Linked DNA regions of Mus musculus: all the other regions are linked to region 3. A link is a contact called in public HiCAR-type and HiChIP or PLAC-seq data. All regions are on one chromosome and are shown on one strand. The core of a region is the stretch at or near the end of the contact, and the rest is flanking DNA. Distances in the headings are between cores, read along the strand shown. Region 1 overlaps Prkca (protein kinase C, alpha). Region 2 overlaps Gm36709 (a long non-coding RNA gene). Region 3 overlaps Prkca (protein kinase C, alpha).

Region 1 (4,340 bases), core at 1,299-3,798, 150 kb before region 3:
GACTCAAACACATTGAAAACTGGGATCTGGCCACCCAATTCTTACTGTGCAAGCTTTCAGATGTCTACCCAGCATGAAGAGCTGGTTCTTGCCATCTCTTAAACGTCCAGAGCTGCACCTCAGTTTTCTGAGGGAGGGATACAGATATACTAGCTCTTTTATAAATAACATCTTCTCGGAATGCAACCATGTTCACTTAGTGACATGGTTTCTGTGGCTACAGTGGCAGTGTTGAACATTTGTGGCAGAGACAGAATGGGCCACAAAGCTGAAAATATTTATTACCTAACCTTGTAAGAAATATTTGCGCAGCCCAGCTTTAGGGCAACAGGCTTCACCTAACAGAGTATCAGTTAGAGTGATTGCAAATATTGCACCTAGATGTTTCCACAATCACAGACTCTGGGGAAGGGCCTCCTCTTGTTGTCCCACCTTCCCTACCCCCTCCCTCTTCCTTCCCTCTTCCTTCCTGCCCTCCCTCCCTCCCATTCTTTTTGGATACAGAATATCACTATGTAACCTAGACTGGCCTCAACCCCTTTTGTTAGCTTGCTGAATAGTGGGATTGCAGGTGTATGCTACCATGCTCTGTTCCAGTCTAGAAAAGATTATCTCAGGGTTCGAAGACTGGGAATCACTGCTGTAAGAGGTCATTTCACAGACAACAGGACCTCACAGTAGTAGCTGAATACATGTGTGATGACCAGCAATACTGTTTTATTTGTAAACTTATTCGTTCATTTGTTTGTTTAGTGTATATTGTGCATGCACTTGAGCATCTGTGTGTGCCACCTTGCGCGTGTGAAGGTTCTTGGATGGCTTCTAAGAGTTGGTTCTCCCTTCCACCATGTGATTTCCAGGGATCAGATTTTGGTCCTCGGGTGTAGAAGCAAACACCTTACCCTTGAAGCCATCTCATTGGCTCATGATTAGCAATACCCATGAAGCAACCCACTGCCTGCCCCTCTAAAGGCCCCTCTTCAGGTTATAAAAGATCCATGTCCTTGTGGGAGCATTTTCCCTAGATAGAAATGGCTGTGAAGATGGAGTGAAGAGCAGCTGATCAGTTACTCCGATGTCTGCGACATGGGCCAGAATGCCGAAGGATCAGGCTAGCATCAGCACCAATTATCTGGACCCATGCTGACAGTGAAGGTTGTTCCCCACAATGTGGAGGGCAAAGAAGATGCTGGGGGGAAAGCAAGAAGCCAGGTTGCCTGCAGAGATACAGCATCAACAACTAGCAGCAAATGAAGAGTGGCAGCTCACTGTAAACCCACTGGAGGATGCACAGGCCGTCAGGTCAGCCCTGGGGTGGCTGTCCTGCCAGCTGACTCTCACACACATCTCTATTGATGTGGCACATGGGCAATGGGCCCCTCTTTCAGGAAAACCTAAGTCTCACTCATCTGACACCCATATGGCATCTCCAGGCTCTAACTGCCAGGAGATGTAGAAAGAGAGGAAGTCATGACTTCTACTTCTTGTGTGTGTGTGTGTGTGTGTGTGTGTGTGTGTGTGTGTGTGTGTGTGTGTATGTGTGTGTGTGTGGTGTCTGGAGAGCCACCAGGTCCCAGAATCCTTCACTACCAAAAGTGCATGGGGGGCCCTCAATTTTATTTATAAATTATAATAGGTGTATGTGCTCATGTGAACTCCAGCAGCATATGACCATATGCAAAGGGTTTACAACTTGATAAGAGCTGGAAAAATATAAGAGGCTATTATGGTGTTAGCCATAGAAATAAACTTCACGAAGCCCAAGGTTTCTCTAAAATACTTCAGCGGCATGGACAGTTATGGAAACATCCAGTGATCTGGGTGATTCCAGCCTTGACTGGGGGTCAGAATGGAGGCTGAACGGGGAATATCTCTTCGGTCTGGCTTCTAGCACATTGTCTCTAGCCCTCCAGAGAGTTCCTTGGCAATCAACCCTATGTGGTAAATTTGAAACTGCTCAGTGGCCCAGATTAGCTCATGCATGGTCCCAGCTTAAAGGTCACGCTGATGTTATTGCCTGTGGAGAAGGATGAAGGAGAAACATGGAAACTCATCCCGTGTAATGCATGGCTCCAGGCCTGACAAGAGAAACAACCTTGTTACCTAAACGGGACTCACCATGCTTCACAGAAAGCCACTGGAGCAGAAACCTGCCCAGGCCGTCTGTATTTATAGCAGAGCCTCTGAGGAGCAGAGTGTTGGCCTTCTCTGGGCCTCAGGTTTCTCTATCTGAATCCTGGACCATGGAGGTGGGAATAGGGTTCCACATGAGGTCTCACAGGGCCCCGAGCTTGTCAGGAGGTGCCGGGTGCCGGGTGCCGCTGAGGGTGGGGAGGGAAGAGAGCAAAGCGGGGAGGCGAGGCTGCTGCTAAGATTAAAGTTGGAAACAACTGTACTAAATAGTCCCTTCAATTCTGTCTTGATATTTAGAAAAAGAAAACACCAACAAAACCCTTTTTATTTTGAAATCACTTAAGACTCACAAGAATTTGCAAAACAAGTACAGCCTGTTCCTCTTTGCTCTTCATCCTGCTTTCCCAGCGAGAGCATCTTACATAACCACAGCACATTAGTGGAGAGGAGATGCTGCCGCCCTGCCGCCAGCTGACTTGCGGCATCCTCAGGTCTCTAGATTTTCTATGCATGGTTATAACAAAGGGCTTGCATTGTACAACATGTGAATTGAATAGACCGTGTGCTGGGGAGGGAATCCAGTCTTGTTTGCTGAGCACATAGCATGGACTCGAGAGGCACAGCAACAGAGGAACCTGTCCGTGAGACCCATAACTGACGGATCTCACGTGAAGGGGTTGATTGAGGAGGGCGACTCCAAAGATCTATCCAAAAGTAGAAGTGGAAAGTTCCTCTCTAAGTAAACACACATGTCGTGACCTCTGTGGCCAGTTCTTAACAGAGTCATTTCAAATATCTGGCTGACTGAGGGCTCAGCCAGGTGTGCAGCCAGCCTGGGTCATGGGGAGATTGAAAGGCTGTGGGCCTTCCAGGTGGAGAGTCACCAGCTTCAGTGGGGGCTGAAGCCTAAGTGTGTTTATGTGTAAGTGTTGCAGGTCCTTGGGTCCTAAACAGCATTGGAGCTCCCTCTCTGTTACACCCATAGTCCCTGGCACCTTTACCTGGTGGCAGTACCCAGTGTATTTCACCTAGGTCTTTGCCCGTGATAGCTTCTACCTGCCACAGCCACAAGAATTCTGCCTGTTGCGGCTGATTCAGGGGTAGTAAGAAAGAACAGTGTTTTCTTTCAGAGGACACACACATACACACACACACACACACACACACACACACACACGCCCTAACCAAGCAGTCTGAAGCAAAGGAAAGATCTCTGAACCAACATCACTAAATCAGCAACTGCGATAGAACCAAGACAGGCTATTGAGGTTGAAGTATAAACGGCATCTCTGAGCTCCCCAGGGAGCAGGGTGAGAAGGCAAAACAATCAGAGGAGGATTCTCTGGGATTGCAAAGCCGAGTCCACAAATCTCCCAGCCCATCTCTAGCATTAGTTGTCTCTGTCACGGTACACCCACGCTCCACACGGCAACTACATCCTCACAGAACTGAGCTTCTATCATACTTTGCTTGAAGGTTCTAGAGAAAACTGCCCCATGGGTCATGTGTGGTAAGCTTGGTCCTAGTACATAAAGAAGGGTCTGTCTTAGAGTAATCCCCTCTAACGAGGTTAGTGGTCTTTCCCTTTAGCGAAGCATGTGTAAATGCTCCTTGAACTTTTGGGCAGCCTCTGTTTGAAGGGAGTATAAAACCCTCTGTCCTGCAGATGCTGTCCTGGCCTGTTACATTCTAACAGAAAGGCTCAAAGGCTCCACTCAGAAACTCCTGCTGTACGTGGTGGAAATGGAGGCTTGGCCTACAGGCTGTCTCATAGGCACAAATAAAATCTCACTTGTGAATCTAAATCTGGAATTATTTCCAAAAAAATCAATCAGAGGGGGAGGGGAGGATGCAAATTCTATCATAGCGTCTGCTAGCCTGCATCTTATCTCTTAGTTCTAAATATCATAGCTTGACCAGCTTTCCCTGGAAAACTGTGTCAACATTCCTATCAAGATGTTTCCAAGACCTCTTTCCTCCTCCTCTTCCTCCTCCTCCTCCTCCTCCTCCTCCTCCTCCTCCTCTTCCTCCTCCTCTTCCTCCTCCTCCTCCTCCTCCTCCTCCTCCTCCTCCTCCTCCTCCTCCTCCTCCTCCTCCTCCTCCTCCTCCTCCTCCTCCTCCTCCTCTTCTTCTTCTTCTTCTTCTTCTTCTTCTTCTTCTTCTTCTTCTTCTTCTTCTTCTTCTGAAGTTGGTTAAAAACAAGCCCT
Region 2 (4,089 bases), core at 805-3,304, 150 kb after region 3:
GTTGCTTCCCATTTTATTTTTTAATTTCACAGGTATGGGTTTTTGCCTATCTGTATATCTGTGCACCACATTCACGCCTGGTACCATCTAAGGACAGAAGAGGATGTCAGATCCCCTAGAACTGTAGCTACAGATGCTTGTGAGCTAACATGTGGGACTGGGAATCTAATTGGGGTCCTCTAGAAGAGAAGCCAGTGCTTTTAACCACTGAACTGTCTCCTGCCCACTTTCCACCTTATTTTGAGATAGGGCCTCCCTCTAAGTCCAAAAGCTCATCAGTTAGCTGGACTGGCCAGCTGGGGGCTCCAGGGATCTCCCTGTGTGTACTGCATCACACTGTGGGTTTGGAAAACAGGGAGCTGGGGTCTGGAGAGATGGCTCAGAAAGATTACAGATGTGCACTACCACAGCTGGTTTGTGTTCTGCTGGACCCAGCGCTGAGAGAAAGCACTCTGTCAACTGAGCTGCCTGCCCAGATGTCTTTCTTCGGAAACACTCTAGAGAAGCCTGGTTCTTGCATCTTCTCTTCCTTAACCCTTGTCAGCTGTCCTCTGCTCCAGACCTGCACTCTAGTGACCGCATCCTCCCAAAGATCACTGCTCACTGTAATCCACAGATCACTTGAGCTTCTAATCGTCTGTGTGATGTCCCCATCTCTCACCTCACAACTCACTATTCCAGTAGCTTTCTAAAATACCAGTGCTAGTAACTGCTACCCAGTGTCATCTGTCCCTTCTTCCTGTTTTCTTTGGAGAGGTATCTCATCCAGGCTGAAACACGGTACTTCCAACTGCTTTGTCAGCTTAGAAGTGAGCTCGAAGCAGAAGAAAAGAGAGTAGCCTAGACACCTACCAGTCAGGCTCTTTGGTGGCTTGAACAGAGCCCCGATTTCTAAAAGTTCCTTTCCCTCACCCAGCCAGGCCTTTGGAGACTTGCGATCAGTGAGGACATTCTCCCGAATGACGGGGAGCTCTCTCACTTCCACAACATGGGTATAGTGGAAGTGTCGAATAGATTGTTGTCACTGTAGGTTTGGGGATTCCCTAGAAGTGAAATGGAAAATGCATTTGGGGAGATGAGGGTTTCTGCATAAAACATTGAGAACGGCTCCTAATCGCCTTTTCTGGCACACTGGATGACATATCCAGAGACTCTGAAGCTGCAGAGGATGGGCAGAGGAGAGTCTGACCTGTCTTAGGAGGAGCCAGATTTCTGGGGCTCCTCTTAGCTGAAGCAGGGTGAGAATGCACAGGTTTCCACATGGGCAAGATTCAGGGGAGAGCTGAGAGGCCCACATGCTCAGTGGAGATCCCTGGAAAAGCAGTAAGCCTGGATTCTCAGGCAGGGTTGAGATCAGACTCTGGGGGGTGCGGGTGGGGCTTCTGCAAGGTCAGGGCCACGTAGTTGTTTGTTTAACATAGTGAAGAGCCAAGTAGGAAAAGATATGCCCTTGGAGGTTGCTGGGGAACGCCTGTGGCACACACCCTCCCCCTCTCCCCCCCTCCCCCCATCCCCCCATCCCCCCAACGCTCCTGCCTCGCCCCACCCCAGAGCTGGAACTTTGGGCTTCAGAGACTCATTGTGGCACAGTGTATCTCTCTGCGGGGATTGTTTGCTTAGTGACACATCTTCCTGATACCTTGTGGTCATTCAACTGGCTAGGCTGGAAGTGTGTGCCAGCTTACTGAGTCAGCTGCTGGAAGGACTGTTTTAGACACGTAATCCTTCTAGAAGGCAGTGGGCAGAGGGGTAAGGAGGCTTGTAGCAGTCAAGCAAATTCCTGAGACTTTGAATAATGTCTACTTCTCTTCTGAGCCTCCTCTGTTTTCTGGACAATAATTCGGGAGCAGTAAAACCTACCTCCTTTGTGCTAAGACCAACTGAGGTTGCATATTTTCTTTTCTTTCTTTCTTTTTTAAAAAACAGGGTCTCTTATATTCGATGATGGACTTGAATTCTCTTTGTAGCCAAGGGTGACCTTGAACTTCCAGCCCTCCCGCCTCTACCCACTGAGTTCTGGCACTCCAGGCACGTGCTACCATGACCCAGCTGCAAGGTGCTAGAGTTCAAACTTCACGTGTGCTAAGCAAACACATTACCAGCTAAATGACACCTCTATCCCCGAGGCTTCGTATTAAAGCAGCCGTCATACCTCAGCCACCAAAATCTCACCTTAGCACCTCTTAAATATAGGTTACAGTGTGCAACCTTCTGAGTTCCAGATTCTATGGGTCCAGGTGGGACTTGAGAATTTGTACTTTGACTAAGTCACTAGCTGGATCTGCCACTTTTCACTGTGGAGCCAGCATTGGAGATGTAGCCCTTTAAAGCATCCAGGCTGTCTGGGATTTATATGTGGTTTTAGTGAGCTCCTATAGTCTTTTTATTCAGGTGATAGAGTCTGTAAGCCAATGCTTTGATTTCTGGTTTGTTTGTTTCTTTTTGCAAAGATACTATTAAGTTTTCCTGTCTTCCAGATATCAGCCTACTCTGCCAGAAAATAGAAACATATATTATAGCCTTTTTGTAGAAACAGTAATGACAAACCTAACCTTTCCTAAAATTTAGTGGTGGAGGGAGGCAGGGGGGATGTGCCAGGACACTTATTCAGAGGCCAGAGCACAACTGTGTAGAGTCGGCTCCCTCCTTCCACCTTCATTTGAGTTCCAGAACTTACCTCAGGTTCCCAGACTTTTATAGCAAGCACCTTTACCCGCTGAGCCACCTCATTAGCCCCATAATATTTATAGAAAGCATTCGTAAATATAGTCTGGTTCAATCTTCACCAAAACCTCATTCTGTGCTTCAGAGAAATCAATTACTTTAGTCAGATTCAAAGGGCTAGAGAAAAAGACAGAGCCTGGACTCAAACTTGGGTTTTCCACTCCATTCAGTTATTCTTCCCACCAAATCTTGGTGTCTTCATTTTCTCCATTGCTAGTACAGACTATTTTTCTGTTTTCTGTTTGTTTGTTTGTTTGTTTGTTTGTTTTGGTTAACATACATGTCATGGGTCTTGAGTGAAGCAATTGATTCACAGCAGTTTGAAAGTTTTTCAGTTTTATGGCCAACACCCCAGGAGCAGTGCACAGCAGCAGGTAGACACGCCTGATGTTTCGTGTTAGAGCATTTACCACTGAGGCATGTATGCTGAATTTCAACCAGGAAACGGTGCCTTACTCTTCAACAGAGACACTCCTTGTCCTATAGGGCTGTGTTAGAGGCAGCCTGTCCGTGTGGGAGAGAACAAGAAACAGAGGTGCGTGTTCAATCGACGATTGCTGAAAAGCAATTGGAAATTGCTTTCTATCCAGGGAAAACAAGAAAAGCCATCTAGCCATTTGCCAGGAATGGGAAATTTGCAGGAGTGAAAAAAAAAAAAAAACCAAAATGAAACAGCATTGGCTTCCTTTGTGGTAGGATGGAGAGCCAAGAAGACATTCTTACACTGTGCCATTAGGGAATTGCTTTCTTGCAGAGAGGAGCACTGTAGGGCAGGCTGGCAGGAGGAGGAAGTTAAAGAGTAGAGCTGCTGGAACCCACAAACTTGGCTTCAGATCAGCCTGTCTGTCCTTTGCTTACTGGACAACCCCAAGCAAGTCACCATCCTCTTTGACAGCAGCCACTTCTCCGTGGCTGTGGTGGGAAAAAATAGGCTAGAAGGGTTCCTGATAGCATCCCACACCATCAACAAACTGCTTCTCTCCTCCACTAATGCCATTGACCCCATCTGCCTTTACAAAAACTGAAGAGACCACGCTTTTCCTCCGTGATGCCTGAGAACAGGTGAACAGACTTGGAAACTCACGGCCCTCTAGTTTTAACTGTCAAGTTGACACAACCCAGAGTAAGCTAAGACTTCGAGATCCAGGGGTTGGCCATATCAGACTGGCCAGGGGGAATATCTGAGGGGGATTATTTTGATTGTTAATCATAGGAGTGCCCAGACCACTGTGGGTGGCACCATCCCCTGCATAGGTGGTTCTAGGCTGTATAAGAAAACTAGCCAAGGATGGGTCTGCAAGTGAGCCAGCAGGCAGCATTTCTCCATGGCTTCTTTCCTTTTTATTAGTACTTTGAGAGTTTCGT
Region 3 (4,087 bases), core at 1,175-3,674:
ATTTTTCTTCATTTGTTTTTAATTGTGTATGGGTTTTTTTTTCTTACAGGTGTTTCTGGGTACATGTGCCTGCAGTGCCCATGGAGGCCAGAAGAGGGGGTTGGATCCTCTGGGATTGGAGTTAGAGTCAGTTGTGAGCTGTCACGTGGGCACTGGGAATCAAAGTCACGCCCTCTGGGAAAGCAGATGGCGCCCTCAACTACTGAGCCACCTCCGCTTTTTAAGATTCATGCGAAGGGTGGGAGGGGGGCACAGGAAAGCTGTTATCTGATAGATGGGTTGTGTTTGTTTTCATTATATTTTATTTTCTCTAATGAACATTAATCACTTAATAATTTTCTTTTCTTTTATAAATTTGGTGTCCATCACACCTACTCCTACATTAAACAAATCACTACCCTGGCTATGAAGCAGCAAGAAAGGAATGGGAAGATGTGTTCCTAGCAAGCCCTGGTAACATAACAGGCTTTGTCTTCAGCAAATATGTTGGTAACAAGTAGATACTCAGAATGCCATGGGTAGGCCGAAATATAATCTGTCTGTGGCCAGATACAGTGTGGGAGGGGAGGGGTGGGGAAGGGGCAGATTGGGAGGGGTCTTGAAAGTGGTGACCACAGGAAAAAAAGAGAGAAACCATAACTATGGAGACTCCCTGGCATTTTGTGGTGTGACATTTTCTGTCCTCACAAGGCACCCCACCATAGTCTGTGGCCTTCTTGCTTGGATTAAGACCAAATCGAAAATTACAGCCCAGGAGGGACCTGGGCTGAGTTATATTCCCTCCATGCTTCCTCGGGGGAGAGACAGCAAAGCATTGGAGGAATCTGGAAAACAGAGAAATGGTCCTCTGGGAGGTAAGAGGGAGCAGTGAGTGGGATACCCGCTGGTCCCCACTCTTCTGGACTCCAGGGAGGGTCAACTCTTACTTCCAGCTTCCTACCATCCCTCGCAGGACCAGCTCAGGGTAGGTGCTTTGTCCAGCCACAACTCGGATCTGGATGCCTTGCAGGGCCTTGCTGCATCCACTCCAGGTCAGGGTGATGTTGGGACCGAACCAAGTAGAGGAAAGTGCTCTTGTTAAAGTCAGATATCAGCTGTCTGCCGCTCATGTCAGTGTTGGGCCCTGAGCGAGATGTCCACTCTGGTTCGCCATGAAGAAAAGTGCATCTTCAGAAGCGTACTGCTCGGCCAAATGCAAGCCACTGTTCTCAGATGTGTTCCTGGCAGCCAGAGATGTAGCCTGCCCTACCAAATGAGAACACGGAATTCCTCCGCTTCTGAAACAGCCATGTAGCTGCAAGAAGTTTTGCTTTGACTCACGGACAACAAAAAGTAGCTTGCTTGCTTTCCGGCTTGCTTATTTTCTTATACATCACCTTTCCTTGCAGTTAACTATGAGGGACAAACCCAGATAAAGCAAAAGCCCATTCTATATCGTTGTCATTTTCTTAAGGCCAAAATACCCAACAGAAAATATATATTTATTTGATTAACTTTGTTGTTTGAGAGGCATCATGTCTTCAGCTTGTATTTTAGCTGAGCAGAAATATGAAAGAAGCTGAGAAGGAATGTGGGAACAGCAAGCTAGCATTCTCAAGAGCAAAGGTGTCGCAGCAGGGAAGAGAACAGGGAGGGGAGGAACTGGACAAATGCGCTCTGCAGAGCAAAGGAAGCATCCTTTATTATATGAATTTGTATTTGTTTGTTTTTATGGTGCCAGGGACCAAACCACAGTCTCCTCAGTGCAGGGCAGATGCTCCACCACTGAGAGACCATCTCAGCCACCATTTCTCATCTAAAAGTATGGGCACTGTTTCTGATAGTTACTTGAGCTCAAGAAAAAATGTTCCCCTACGTGTTGTGCTCACTATAAAGTAAGACACCACTGATTCTCTTGTTTACAAATGAAACTGGGCTTGTTTACCTTAAGCCAACCAGGAATGTTGTGCTATATTTAATAACTATTCCAAGTAAAATCTGCTGTAGTAGCGTGCAGTGGGGAGACAGCAAGAGGGCAATGCCTTATTCAAGCTCCTTGGTGTCGCTGAACCTCGACTGTTCAAGGTAATAATGATGTCCAATGCTAGGGTCTAAGTCTATAAGGTATTCTGCAGTTTAAAAACCTCCCCACACCATCTCTCACCAGCAGTTGAGATGGGTGGTCACCCTCTGCAAGTTGCTCAAAGGCGGGAGAATGAGAAGACTTGCTACACCTATGCAGAGAGCCACCATTAGAACCCAAGTTCAGAGAAGCTAAGGAGACAGCGCACGACCACGCGACCAACCCTCTCTTGCAGTTTCTGTTTGGGTGCTAGTGTGGTTTTACTTTCAATTCGAACATTCCTTCCTACAAGGAGAAACGAATTACTCTCCAGCATCAAATGCCAGCTAACTTCAACCTGAGGACATGAGTCATCCCCAGCCTCTTTTAGGAAGAAGAAGGGTTAAAGTTTGAATTCCCACTGAGACTTTCCCTCCTTGACCCCTGTGGGAGGGAATGCCCCAGGCCAAGCTTTTTCTAGTAACACTGATCCAGGTCCCACTGTTGTCCCCTGCACTGGAGAGACGAAATAAGGTCAACTTCATTTAAAATCTCAAACATCTAAATCTTTGTGCTTTATGGAAAAAAAAATGATGTCTGAATTTTAGTGGGAGACTTATCAGTTCTCAGCAGCATGGGTTCTATCTTTGATTTATTTATTTCTGTAACGTTCAATGTAGCAAACTGAATATGAATAATAATTTGCCAAGAAGTTTGTCCCGTGTTGTGATGAATGCGAAAGAACCTGGAAGGGAGAGGCAGCTGCTTGCTGTTCATGTTGGAAACTTTCCAGAATAACTCAGAGGCCCCCTGTCCCCCAAACTCCCTAAGCAATTGCCTAGGAGTCCAGCGAGGGCTTCCAGAGTCGGAGAGCTTGCCAGTAGCACATGACGCATACACAGGGCCTCTGGCTGAGCTTCAAGCTCTCAGTCACTCCATGAGGGACCAGTCCCCACCTCTCTGCTCGGCTGCCAGATGTTTCCTCCACCCACACAGAAATTCTTTCCACATGTGCAGCTTGATTGCTGAAAAAGTCTACCCATTGACCATAGAGAAAGGTACAGGCTTGCCCCAGAATCCTTGCGAGCGTGAGGGACAGGGTTCCGCACACAGCAGTGAGCAGTAGATGCGCTGTGTTTTCTCAGGTTACAGAACTGACAATGGTTTCCTAGCACTTAGTGGGGAGAGTACTTGCCGCACAAGAATGGGGACCCGAGTTTGAATCCCCAGATCCCAAGAAAGAACCAAGAGACAGACAGATCCCCAGGACTTGCTAGACAGATCAAATTAACAAGCCTCAGGGGTACTGAGAGAACTTGTCTCAAAAAGTATGGAGGAGAATTATAATCGAGGGCATCCAAAGATGACATTTAGCCTCTGCACACACCTTCATGCTGCCTGAGCGTGAGTACCCACCACAGGCAAACACTGGGCAGAACGGCTTCCCATTGGAGAACTGGGTGCCTAAGGCAGAAAAGCAAGGCAGAAAAGCTGCTGGCTTCTTACTGAGGTCATTGTGGTGTCTGGTGTGCTCTGTAGTGTTTCCGGTATACTCTGTATGTGTGTCTGGTGTGCTCTGCATGTGTTTCCGGTATGCTGCTGTATGTGCGTCTGTGTGCTCTGTATGCATGTCTGTGTGCTAATGTCAAATCTTACACAATAAGAAAGTGCTCAGCACAAATACTTCCAGAAACAGTTTAAATGTGTCTCGGTTCAGTGAATTCGCTCCCTTGTGTAGGAAATTGAGATCACACACTGGAGGCAGCTGTCCACCCCTTTGCTCATAATCAATGTCCGCGCTCTGCACACACATCAGTGGATCAGCTGCTATGTTTCCTCCACCCCAACTCTTAGAATAAGTCAAATTTAGGAGACCTTACTATTCAGACACTGCACAATGATACATGTGTCATAGAATCACACAGTACCCCAAATATTTATAACTTTGATGGTTCCATGCATCAGTTGAAATTAAATTTAGAGACTGGCAAAACAAATGTGCAGTTAAAAGCACTTGCCCCCAAGCCGCACAGCCTGGCTTCAATC

What was found. HiChIP or PLAC-seq counts read pairs in DNA pulled down with a chosen protein or histone mark. HiCAR-type assays count read pairs that join an accessible place to other places.
Region 1: a contact with region 3 is called in a HiCAR-type map of fibro-adipogenic progenitors, with 2.3 times the contacts expected there. The contact joins two enhancer-like sites. A contact is called at or near these places in 1 of 15 datasets of contacts at CTCF or cohesin (the NIH/3T3 cell line), 3 of 484 Hi-C or Micro-C datasets (cerebral cortex, conventional type 1 dendritic cells and uterus) and 4 of 115 datasets of contacts at active chromatin or transcription factors (bone marrow-derived macrophages, effector CD8 T cells, fibro-adipogenic progenitors and 1 more).
Region 2: a CTCF HiChIP or PLAC-seq map of the NIH/3T3 cell line shows a contact between it and region 3, with 22 read pairs. The contact joins two enhancer-like sites. A contact is called at or near these places in 6 of 15 datasets of contacts at CTCF or cohesin (the NIH/3T3 cell line, embryonic stem cells, large pre-B cells and 1 more), 52 of 484 Hi-C or Micro-C datasets (the AML12 cell line, the C2C12 cell line, CD8 T cells and 21 more), 8 of 115 datasets of contacts at active chromatin or transcription factors (the NIH/3T3 cell line, bone marrow-derived macrophages, embryonic basal ganglia and 5 more) and 3 of 9 other capture datasets (adipose tissue, embryonic stem cells and pancreatic islet).

Annotation. Positions count from the first base shown.
Region 1 is chr11:108,059,758-108,064,097 of GRCm38.p6, forward strand. The region is part of intron 3 of Prkca (protein kinase C, alpha); the gene reads right to left. Among named protein-coding and RNA genes, the nearest start is that of Gm51922, 51 kb to the right of the region's middle. Within about 2 kb of position 2,549, at least 42 of the 459 cell types and tissues checked have an H3K27ac peak or open chromatin away from gene starts, as enhancers often do. A contact at or near this core is called in cerebral cortex, fibro-adipogenic progenitors and uterus, where this site is marked.
Region 2 is chr11:108,363,752-108,367,840 of GRCm38.p6, forward strand. Gm36709 (a long non-coding RNA gene) reads right to left here. Exons shown (of 4, transcript XR_880267.2): 4 at 3,079-3,228. Among named protein-coding and RNA genes, the nearest start is that of Gm36709, 15 kb to the right of the region's middle. Within about 2 kb of position 2,055, at least 67 of the 459 cell types and tissues checked have an H3K27ac peak or open chromatin away from gene starts, as enhancers often do. A contact at or near this core is called in the HL-1 cell line, the NIH/3T3 cell line, embryonic fibroblasts and 1 more, where this site is marked.
Region 3 is chr11:108,212,702-108,216,788 of GRCm38.p6, forward strand. All of the region lies in intron 2 of Prkca (protein kinase C, alpha), which reads right to left. Among named protein-coding and RNA genes, the nearest start is that of Gm11655, 42 kb to the left of the region's middle. Within about 2 kb of position 2,425, at least 176 of the 459 cell types and tissues checked have an H3K27ac peak or open chromatin away from gene starts, as enhancers often do. A contact at or near this core is called in the HL-1 cell line, the NIH/3T3 cell line, cerebral cortex and 4 more, where this site is marked.